3 separate regions of the Mus musculus genome follow, and regions 1 and 3 are each linked to region 2. Evidence: chromatin contacts called from public Hi-C and HiChIP or PLAC-seq data. All regions are on one chromosome and are shown on one strand. The core of a region is the stretch at or near the end of the contact, and the rest is flanking DNA. Distances in the headings are between cores, read along the strand shown. Region 1 overlaps Pvt1 (Pvt1 oncogene). Region 2 has its middle 280 kb from the start of Gm41333. Region 3 overlaps Pvt1 (Pvt1 oncogene).

Region 1 (3,043 bases), core at 347-2,846, 250 kb after region 2:
CCTCCTCCATGTGAAGGACCTGGCTGTGATGGTTGTTCTCATTAATCCTAGGAAGTAAGTATTGTGATCATCACACTTGCCAGGTAAGAAACTGAGGCTTAGCAAGATACAGTACCTCCCAGGTCACACGGCCGGAGGCTCTGTGTCACTAGGCCATCATTGCTTCACCTTGTATGTTCTACATAGGCCAGACGATGGACTTGTGTATGATTCTGATAGCTCCCGGCTATATTGACTGGAGACAAGGCATTTTGTCTCTTTGAAACTTCATTTACTCCTTTACAACAAGAAATACAGGATCTGTCACTCGCAGGCTGAATTCATACTGAGAAATGAATGAAAATGCCTACCTTGGGGTTCAGCACACAACAGATACTGTCTAGAAATATCTAGAATAGAAAAATTGAAATATAGAATAACTAGAATAGAGAATAGAATATCTAGAATAGAAAAGACTGACATGTGTACACATGCATACACAGACAGACAGACAGACAGACACAGAGACAGACAGACAGAGATACACCTAGCTGGCCTCTCTGAATAGGCATCAAATTAACCTGTAGAAGAACAGTGAAGACAGGTGAATGTGCTGCTGTCCATGCAATCAACGAGCTAATAGGCACCCCTGCTTACTTCCTTCTTATTGGGGAGGGGGTGGGGGAGACTTAAATGAAGAAAAGAAAATTTAAATAGGGACAGTTGGATCCCAGCATATGCAGCATATGCAGAAGCAACAGCAGCACAAACAGAACAAAACTCCAGCCCTGCCTGCCCCAGAAGTGACTGTCAGTCAGTCCTACCCCAGCACTGCTTCTCCAGGGAGCAGCTGGCAAGCCACCATCACGAAGCCAGCAGTCTGTATGTTGCAGGCCCACAAATCCCAGCTCTCAGGATACGAAGCAGGGAGGATCATTTCACAGTTATCCCTCGACTACACAGTGAGTTTGAGGCCAGCCTAGGTGACACGAGATAGGGTCTCTGAAACATAAAATGAATTGAAAATCACTTTAACTTTCCCCACATCCCTCAAGAATAGATTCTCCCTCCCAAGAAGGGAGTCCCCATAATTTCAGGAAGCATCTAAAGACTTTTAAACCTTACAGAGCTCGTAAAGACAATAGTCCAGAATTTCCAGCTCAAAGCTTGGGAGAAACATTTGCATTTGTCTTTTCCTCAATTGAAATTCTCAAGGTAACTGAACCAAGGCTGCTCATCTCTCCTCTCTTTCTCTAGAATGCCCATCGTGACGGCTCAGGGGCACCCTCAGGCAGCTTCCCTGCCACTCAGATCTCAGACACCCGAAGCAGCACAGGGAGGTGGTATTCCTAGGAAATCTGTGTGACAGAAGCAGGAAGCAGGGCAAAGTGGCCCTGCCGAGTTTTCCAGAGGAAATGAGTCAAGGGGTGTTATGCAGTCACACATGGCCAGGCGAGGAAACGGCATTGTCTGGGGACCAGCACACAGAGCCTTATATAAGGGGCACCCTCTCACTTTCTGGCTGTGGCCGTATTTGGGGATTGGCAGACCCATGAGAAGGGGCACCTCTGGCCTATGTAAACAAGAGCTGCATTAGGGTGGCAGGCAGAGGTCTGGGTGTGGATTCTCACTGGCTCAATGCTAGGGAGGAAACTGACTCACATGTCTTCATGCTGAGCCACACACTGGTTAGGCTGCTGCTCTGAGGACAGACTACCAGTCTCCATCTGCACAAAGTATGCCTTCAATACATGCCAATCTGGGTCCTAAGGAAAAAACACGGTGCCACCCTATCACAGACAGAGAAGTAAAGCAGAAAGACACAGGGTCCTAAGGCTGCAGGAAAGTCTGGCCAGGGGTCCCTGGCAGTGTAGGAGAGGAAAACAAATGGCTGGAGTTCACAAGACATCTTCGAAATGAGCACACCTTCTCACAGAAATGAGACATCTTCGAAATGCCCCACAAGCAGCAAGCACAGAGAGACAGGAAGTCAGAAACACAGCAATCCTGCTGCATGAACCAGAGTGGCCCCTTACCACATTGAGCAGATTCTACAAATCCAACGGAATCAATTCAGTGGATGCAGCCCTTGATATAGTACAGAAGAGGAGAGAGAATCAGCTGCAAAGAAAGGGATTCTCTGGAAGGCCGCACGTGCAGACCAGCTTTGCAGCGCCCACACATACATGTGCAAACACATACACCTTCTTTTCAAAAGCTGAAGCCAGGTCTCTGGCTGAACTCAATCCTCCATGGACTTTGAAGAATCAGCATTGAAGCCGCACAGTGCTTGTGTGCGCCTTTAATCCCAGCACTGGGGAGGCAGGGGCAGGTGCATCTCTTGAGTTTGAGGCCAGCCTGCTCTACAGAGGGAGTTCCAGGACAGTCAGAGCTACACAAAGAAACCCTGTCTCAGAAAGAAAGAAAGAAAGAAAGAAAGAAAGAAAGAAAGAAAGAAAGAAAGAAAGAAAGAAAGAAAGAAAGAAAGAAAGAAAGAAAGAGGGAGGGAGGGAGGGAGGGAGGTAGGGAGGGAGGGAGGGAGGGAGGGAGGGAGGGAGGGAAGGAGGGAAGGAAGGAAGGAAGGAAGGAAGGAAGGAAGGAAGGAAGGAAGGAAGGAAGGAAAAGAAAAACAAACAAACAAAAAAATCAGAATTGAAGCCAGGTTTGTTTGAGGTTTCATCAAAGGGAAAAAAAATTCAGAGAGTTTTAGAAAGTTGGAGGTGCAGGACAAAATATTTGGTCCCTGTGTCATGTTAGCAGAGAACCTGACCTCATGCCTCATCACTCCTGTGTGCTGTGTATGAGTTTCCCACCTCAAGGACCCTGGGAGAAGTCTACTTCAAGGTAAAATCTAAGGCAGACACTGATGTGTAACTGACATCTGTCAATTCCCGCTCAAGCTCACAGCTATCTGGATTTCAGTTTCGGAGCCCGTCCCCACATCTCTGCGGACTCCTTCCTTCTGGCCCTATTCCAGCATCCTGCCTTAGCTCTCATGATCTTGCTATATCAGCCCTTTTTATCGAAGCATGGCTCCCCGTGTGAGCTGTCAAAAGCATTTCCC
Region 2 (3,088 bases), core at 488-2,987:
TTTTAAGTAAACATGTTTTTTACAGCTTGAACTAATTTTATTTGCAAAAATGAACAAGTGGATAAAAGTCTTCATTTGCCCTATTGCTATAAAGTTTCACTAAAACACAGTTATACTCATTGATTTGCAAAAGGCTTTTGTACAAAGGCAGAGTACAATACCTAGGGCACAGAACATATGACCACAGCTAAAGTATATACCTACTCTCTGCCTCTGAGGATAAACTTTGCCAGCACTTGGTTTAAGATGCACATTGATTTATACATACATATGTTTGTACATACATACTTACATACATACACACAAATGCACACATATATTTGCATATATACATATAAGCATATGTATATGTATACAACTCAATAGAAAATGGACTCATGCACCTTCCTCCATGGATCTCCAAGGTGACAAAGCATCAATTGCATGATCACTTGAAGGAAGGTGACCCATATGCTACACACTTGCAACAGCGGGGAATCCAGCTAAGTTCTTCTCACCCTCCTTTTTAACTGGTGATTGTTGGCAAGTTTCACAAAACCAGAACATGGTTATCAAGTGGCAAGAATTGGGAAATTTAATTGGTTTCCCAATGATTAATAGTTGTTAGATGGTTAACCCTGTGGAACCGAAATGACTCACCAGCATCCTTGACTTACTGCTCTTGGTTTCATTAGCCTCGTTCCCCCCTTGCTGTGGTCCCCCTAGGAGGCCTTTGCTGAGCTCCTAGTATGTGTCTGGGGAAGCCACCAACTCCTGATGGCCCTAAAGGCCTCTTTCCTTTTTCTCATTTCTTTTTCTGTGGTGTCAGAGATAGAACACGGGGCCTCTCAAATGCTAGGCACACACTCTACTCTGAGCTCAGTCTTTGAGTTCTCTTTAGACAGGAGGTTACTATGTAGCCCAGATAAGCATAAAAGTTGTAGACCAAGCTAGACTTGGGCTTGAAATATCCTAATTGCCATGTAAGTGATACTGGGGTGCTTCTCTCTGTCTCTGTCTGTCTCTTTCTGTGTGTCTCTATCTCTCTGTCTTTCTGTCTCTCTGTCTGTTTGTGAATGAGTGTGTGTGTTTGTGTGTGTCTCAGCAGCTGAATAAAACACTCCTAGTTCCTGCTATGCTTCACACTCCGGGGTTCAACATTGAAGCTACTGATTGTGGTGATAACAGCAAGGAGGTACTAAAAGGACTGCCTCAGAACAATGCTCTTCATTCAGCTGGGTGGTTCACAGTCTGAATGTGAAGAAACTGGGCTCTCTGCATATTTCAAGAAGAAAGGACCTTAATACAGGAAACTAAAAGCACAACTGTTGTATAGGCTCATAATGACAAGGGACTCTGAAATGGCAGGAACTCAGGAAGCAGTGTGGACACAGATAAACCTCAACATGGGCAAAAAGAAGCAAATGGCAACATCCCATACCTCCTGCATGTGCTCCACTACAGCTACTAAGAATAGAGGCCATTGTTTCTTCACGACTTTCTAGTGAAAGTTGAGGAAATCTGGCCCAGAGGCAGAGTTCTCACATACAGGCAAGAACATAGGCAGAAGGAAGGAAGGGGTGTTGTTGGTTGGTACTCCAACATACTGAGAAATCTGAGAAGACTTCCCAAAGAATGTGGTGCAGAAGGCACAGTTTTGAAAACTTGAGGTCAGCCAAGCCTTGACTTGGTCAGTGATTCATCAGAGGAGTTTCCCTTTCTAGACTGCAGGATCCCAAAGTACGGAAGTGCACCCTTCCCGAGAAGAACTGCTCTTATGCAACTAAATGAAGAGGGAGCCATAAATAGCTTGGTTTGTTTCCTTCCTGGGGAAAGAGATGTAGAAGTTAGTTATTAAAGGAAAAATCAATAACCATCGTCATTGAAACTGTAAGTATAGAAGGGGCTTCTCTCCCAATATACTGTACAGGTAGTTGGGAATTGTGTTAAGAAAAGATTGTTCAAGGTAGGAAAGCCTGTTAATTACAATGACAGCAGAGCACTGAATAGAGATGAGATCCCTAGGTCCTCTCTGGATATAAGCACCACCTCCCTTTTCGGTCCCAGTTTCTTTCTTTCCAGAAATACATCAGGAACAAACTCTCCAGAGAACCATTCCATTGACAGCTTACCTAGCACACAGGCCTCCGAGTTTAGATAGATTTAGCTCATTGTTCTTTGAAAACAAGGACCTAGCAGTGACAAGTACCTCCCACATCTCTTGCTAAGAGCTCTGGACAGCCCTGCCTTTGAATTCTGCAAGAGTCTTTGAGCTAAGTCTTTTACCCACATCTTCCTCATGAGGAAGCATGAACTAGGAAGGGTAGACTCGAACATCTGCTGCTGCATACCAAAGCTCAAGCCCAGAGGTGAGGAATAATTGAAGAAAGGAAAGTCCCTTATTGTATCTCTATTATAAGGTAACTGAATTCTAGTGGGTGTTTCTCAGTCACCTTACAGAATCATGAGGAACATTGAGTTGCTCTGTGGCTGTTTTTCCTACCTTTTATACCATGACCAAATAGGCAATAGTGGTGGCTCACCTTTCCCAAGAAGAGTAGACATCTTTGAGATTCCACAGTTACCTCCCAAACTCCATCTGCATTATTGTCTCAGAAGTATAGATTTAAACATTTAGTTGGTTCTTATAGACTAAAATTCACATGGCTTTCAAAGTTTTTGTTGTTGTTGTTGTTGTTGTTGTTGTTGTTGTTGTTGTTGTTGTTGTTGTTGTTGTTGCTGTTGCTGCTGCTGCTGCTGCTGTTACTGCTGCTGCTGCTGGGGGGGGGGCTGTTGTTGTTGATAATGATGATGTTGTTGTTTTTATTTTTCAGATATAACTTACCTTCCAGGGCTTTCTTCCTTGTTAGTTTTTATATTCTTCAACTTTCATTATGTATTAGAAAAATGCTCATCTTAGTGAACAGAACCTAGAGATACACCTCAAAAATAAAGCTACGAACACATTACAAAGACATGACCCTTGCTTCTTCCATTGGACAATGAGTTTATCACATTCTTTTTCCCTATCATGCCCCGTCTTACCTTGCATTTGTTACTAGTTCTGTGACGTTCCAGATCATTTTCACATTAAGATTTGAAACATTAT
Region 3 (2,750 bases), core at 242-2,741, 210 kb after region 2:
TAGTGATGAGGAAGCAAATATCATCAATCAGTGGGGGTTCTGTATTGGGTAAACATCAAAGCAGGGGCATAGCCAGATAAGGACAATAACTTATGATGACTCGATTTGGTCTACCTTGTTGCAAAACTTGGATTGGAAAGGAGTGCTTTTGTGCCCTCAGCAGTCTAAGTGCGTTCAGCTTGTGGCCTGAGGTGGATGTCAGCCAGCTGATTCAGACAATTGAATACATTGTGTCTCCCCAGTGTCTCAATTGATGGTTAGATACATTGTGTCTACTCAGTGTGTCAATTTGGCTGGGCCAAGAGCTACAAAGGGAACCAGTTAAGGACATTTCTAAGGAGGATTGATGATGGTGTTTCCAGAGAAGGGAGGGAAAGTGAGTGAGTGTGGTGAGTAGCTTACATCAGTATGGGTGAACATCATCCAGCCCACTGAGGATCAGAACTCAAGGATGCCTAGAAAGCTGAATAAGGAAGCAGGAGAAGCAAGTTCATTCTTTCTCTGCCTGGGCACTTGCGCTGAGACACTCTTTCATAATTCTGTCTATGCACACAGCCAGCTTCTCTAGTTTCCAGGTATACACAGCAGACCATCAGAACTTCACAAGCTCCATGATAATCTCTGTCAATGCCTTATGAAAAATAAATCCTTCTCCATATAGACACAGATATTGAGATACATGTCTATCTTTCATTGCACATTGGCTCTATCGTTCAAGACAATCCTGACTAATATATCTAGATTCCCCACCCCAACCCCCAAGACAAGGTTTTTCTGTGTGGCTGTAGCTGTCCTGAAACTCACTCTGTAGACCAGCCAGGCTAGTCTCAAACTCAAGAGATCCTTTTTCCTCTGCCTCCTAAATGCTGAGATTAAAGGCATGTGCCACCAACAACCTGAAATATTTTAATGATAGAGATAGTAGCTTATATATAGCTAGAACCTCAACCTGCTATAGCACCTGACTTGACACAGAAGAGTTGAGGACAAGGAGGGCACTGGAGCATCCTGCATTCATTACAAATAATGAATAACAGAATAAGAGCTAAGGCTATGCTCTCAAGGGAAGTTACACAAATCCCAGGCCCAGCTCTGCATAGTCAGATTCACATCCCACAAAAGTACTGTAGAAAGAATCCGGCTCATCTTCAGAAGAAATGAGCTGGTAGGAGGGGGTAAGTGGAGACGGGAAGGGGATGAGAAGACGTGGGGGAATAGGAAAGGAGGGGGAACCCTGCTGGAGAAGAAGGCAGGAGACAGGAAAGGGTGTCCTCATCAGACAGGTCCAGAAACAGAAGCCCCGTGTTCTCTTGGGAAAGCCACTACAGCTAGCAGCCTGATTTCAGGCTATGCAATTGCCCCCAGATTCCAGCCATGGCCTTCTGAATTGCCTAGGCATGGGAACAACAGCTCTTCCTCAAGGACCGCAGGCGCCCTGCACAGTGGCATCCTGCGGTATCTCAGTAAATACTGAGCAATAAAAAGTAAACACTTGTGCAATAAAAAGAAAGCAGACGGGATGGAAAGAACTTTATGAACTGTGAAGTCCTAAGCAGATGGTAAGGCGTGCTTTGCTTCTGGAAGCAGGCAGGGTAGCCCTTGTTTGGAAGGGGCAGACTTCAGTGTCATCTTTGCTTTGAAGACCAAAGTCAGGATGCTGCCATTCAATTGACACTAGAGACCCTAAGTATGTCCTTTAAGCCTGTGTTGATGCCAAAGGTTCAGGTTAGTGAGAGAATATCTAGAGCCATCTAAGTAAATATGAATTAGCCTGGAAGAAAGGCTGAGAGCCAAGGGGGGAAAAAAGTGTCACTTCTTCAAGGTATATCAAAGCCTGTGAATCCAGTAAGGACCCCTGTGAATTCCACAGCCAGGCCTTTCTTGATTTAGTTATAGCTGGGATGCACATTTCTCTGTGTGTCCAGCTGCTAGAGTCATACTCACAAATGCTCTTGACTTTAGCTGCTGCTCCCACCTCTACGGAACCCATCACGATGGTCATCACAAAGAAAGCATGTGACCGGGCATCATCAGAGACAGACGTCATCAGAAAAGACACAATTAGGCACATTCCCCCCCCCCCTAGATGTACAAATCCCTCCTCTTCATTTGCTTTCATGATTTGACATTCATTGAGCTCCGCCTTTAGCACTAAAAATACACTCTAGGTCAAAGGCACTGTACTAAAACCTCGGTATGAAACCACAAGAAACCGTAATAGACAAATGGGCCAATATTGGAGGTGGTTTGAAAAGACGTTGCTGTCACAGGGAGAGTACAATGAGCCACAGTTACTACTGTGAAAACTGACAACCGGAAACAACCTTTCAACATGTACCTTGTGGCTAATGAGTAGTGCTGGCTTGTGTCTATAGGCAGGAAAGCAGAAGCCCACAGATGCCCTATCATTAAAGCCAATGGAGGCCAGGAAGGGCACAGTCAGGCAAAGAACTAAGAATAACAGACATGGAAAGAGACGCTAGGGAGGAACCCAAAAGGGAAAGGGGGAGAGTCAACACATATATGCTATCGGTATCTTTGGTCTACTTTCTATATAACACCCTTAGTTATGATAGCTTATTAATAAAAGGGATTCATTTTAGCTCATGGTTCTAGACACTAGGAAGCACAAGACCAGGTAACTTTATCTAGTAAGCTTCTGGGGAGTATCTTAGGGCAGGAAGGGAAATGAGTGTATCCGTAAGGAAAAGATGGGGCGAATCAAGAGGCATCAAAGATAACCCACTGTA

The links. Hi-C and Micro-C count contacts between places; a contact is called where the count stands out from the background. HiChIP or PLAC-seq counts read pairs in DNA pulled down with a chosen protein or histone mark.
Region 1: a contact with region 2 is called in a FOXA1 HiChIP or PLAC-seq map of pancreatic cancer cells. The contact joins two enhancer-like sites. A contact is called at or near these places in 1 of 484 Hi-C or Micro-C datasets (nephron progenitors) and 2 of 115 datasets of contacts at active chromatin or transcription factors (microglia and pancreatic cancer cells).
Region 3: a Hi-C map of Th1 cells shows a contact between it and region 2, with 2.6 times the contacts expected there. The contact joins two enhancer-like sites. A contact is called at or near these places in 1 of 484 Hi-C or Micro-C datasets (Th1 cells) and 2 of 115 datasets of contacts at active chromatin or transcription factors (CD8 T cells and pancreatic cancer cells).

The regions. Positions count from the first base shown.
Region 1 is chr15:62,137,829-62,140,871 of GRCm38.p6, reverse strand. The region is part of intron 1 of Pvt1 (Pvt1 oncogene); the gene reads right to left. Among named protein-coding and RNA genes, the nearest start is that of Pvt1, 100 kb to the right of the region's middle. Within about 2 kb of position 1,596, at least 73 of the 459 cell types and tissues checked have an H3K27ac peak or open chromatin away from gene starts, as enhancers often do. A contact at or near this core is called in pancreatic cancer cells, where this site is marked.
Region 2 is chr15:62,391,145-62,394,232 of GRCm38.p6, reverse strand. No RefSeq gene overlaps it. Among named protein-coding and RNA genes, the nearest start is that of Gm41333, 280 kb to the left of the region's middle. Within about 2 kb of position 1,737, at least 86 of the 459 cell types and tissues checked have an H3K27ac peak or open chromatin away from gene starts, as enhancers often do. A contact at or near this core is called in CD8 T cells, Th1 cells and pancreatic cancer cells, where this site is marked.
Region 3 is chr15:62,177,467-62,180,216 of GRCm38.p6, reverse strand. The region is part of intron 2 of Pvt1 (Pvt1 oncogene); the gene reads right to left. Among named protein-coding and RNA genes, the nearest start is that of Pvt1, 140 kb to the right of the region's middle. Within about 2 kb of position 1,491, at least 61 of the 459 cell types and tissues checked have an H3K27ac peak or open chromatin away from gene starts, as enhancers often do. A contact at or near this core is called in CD8 T cells, Th1 cells and pancreatic cancer cells, where this site is marked.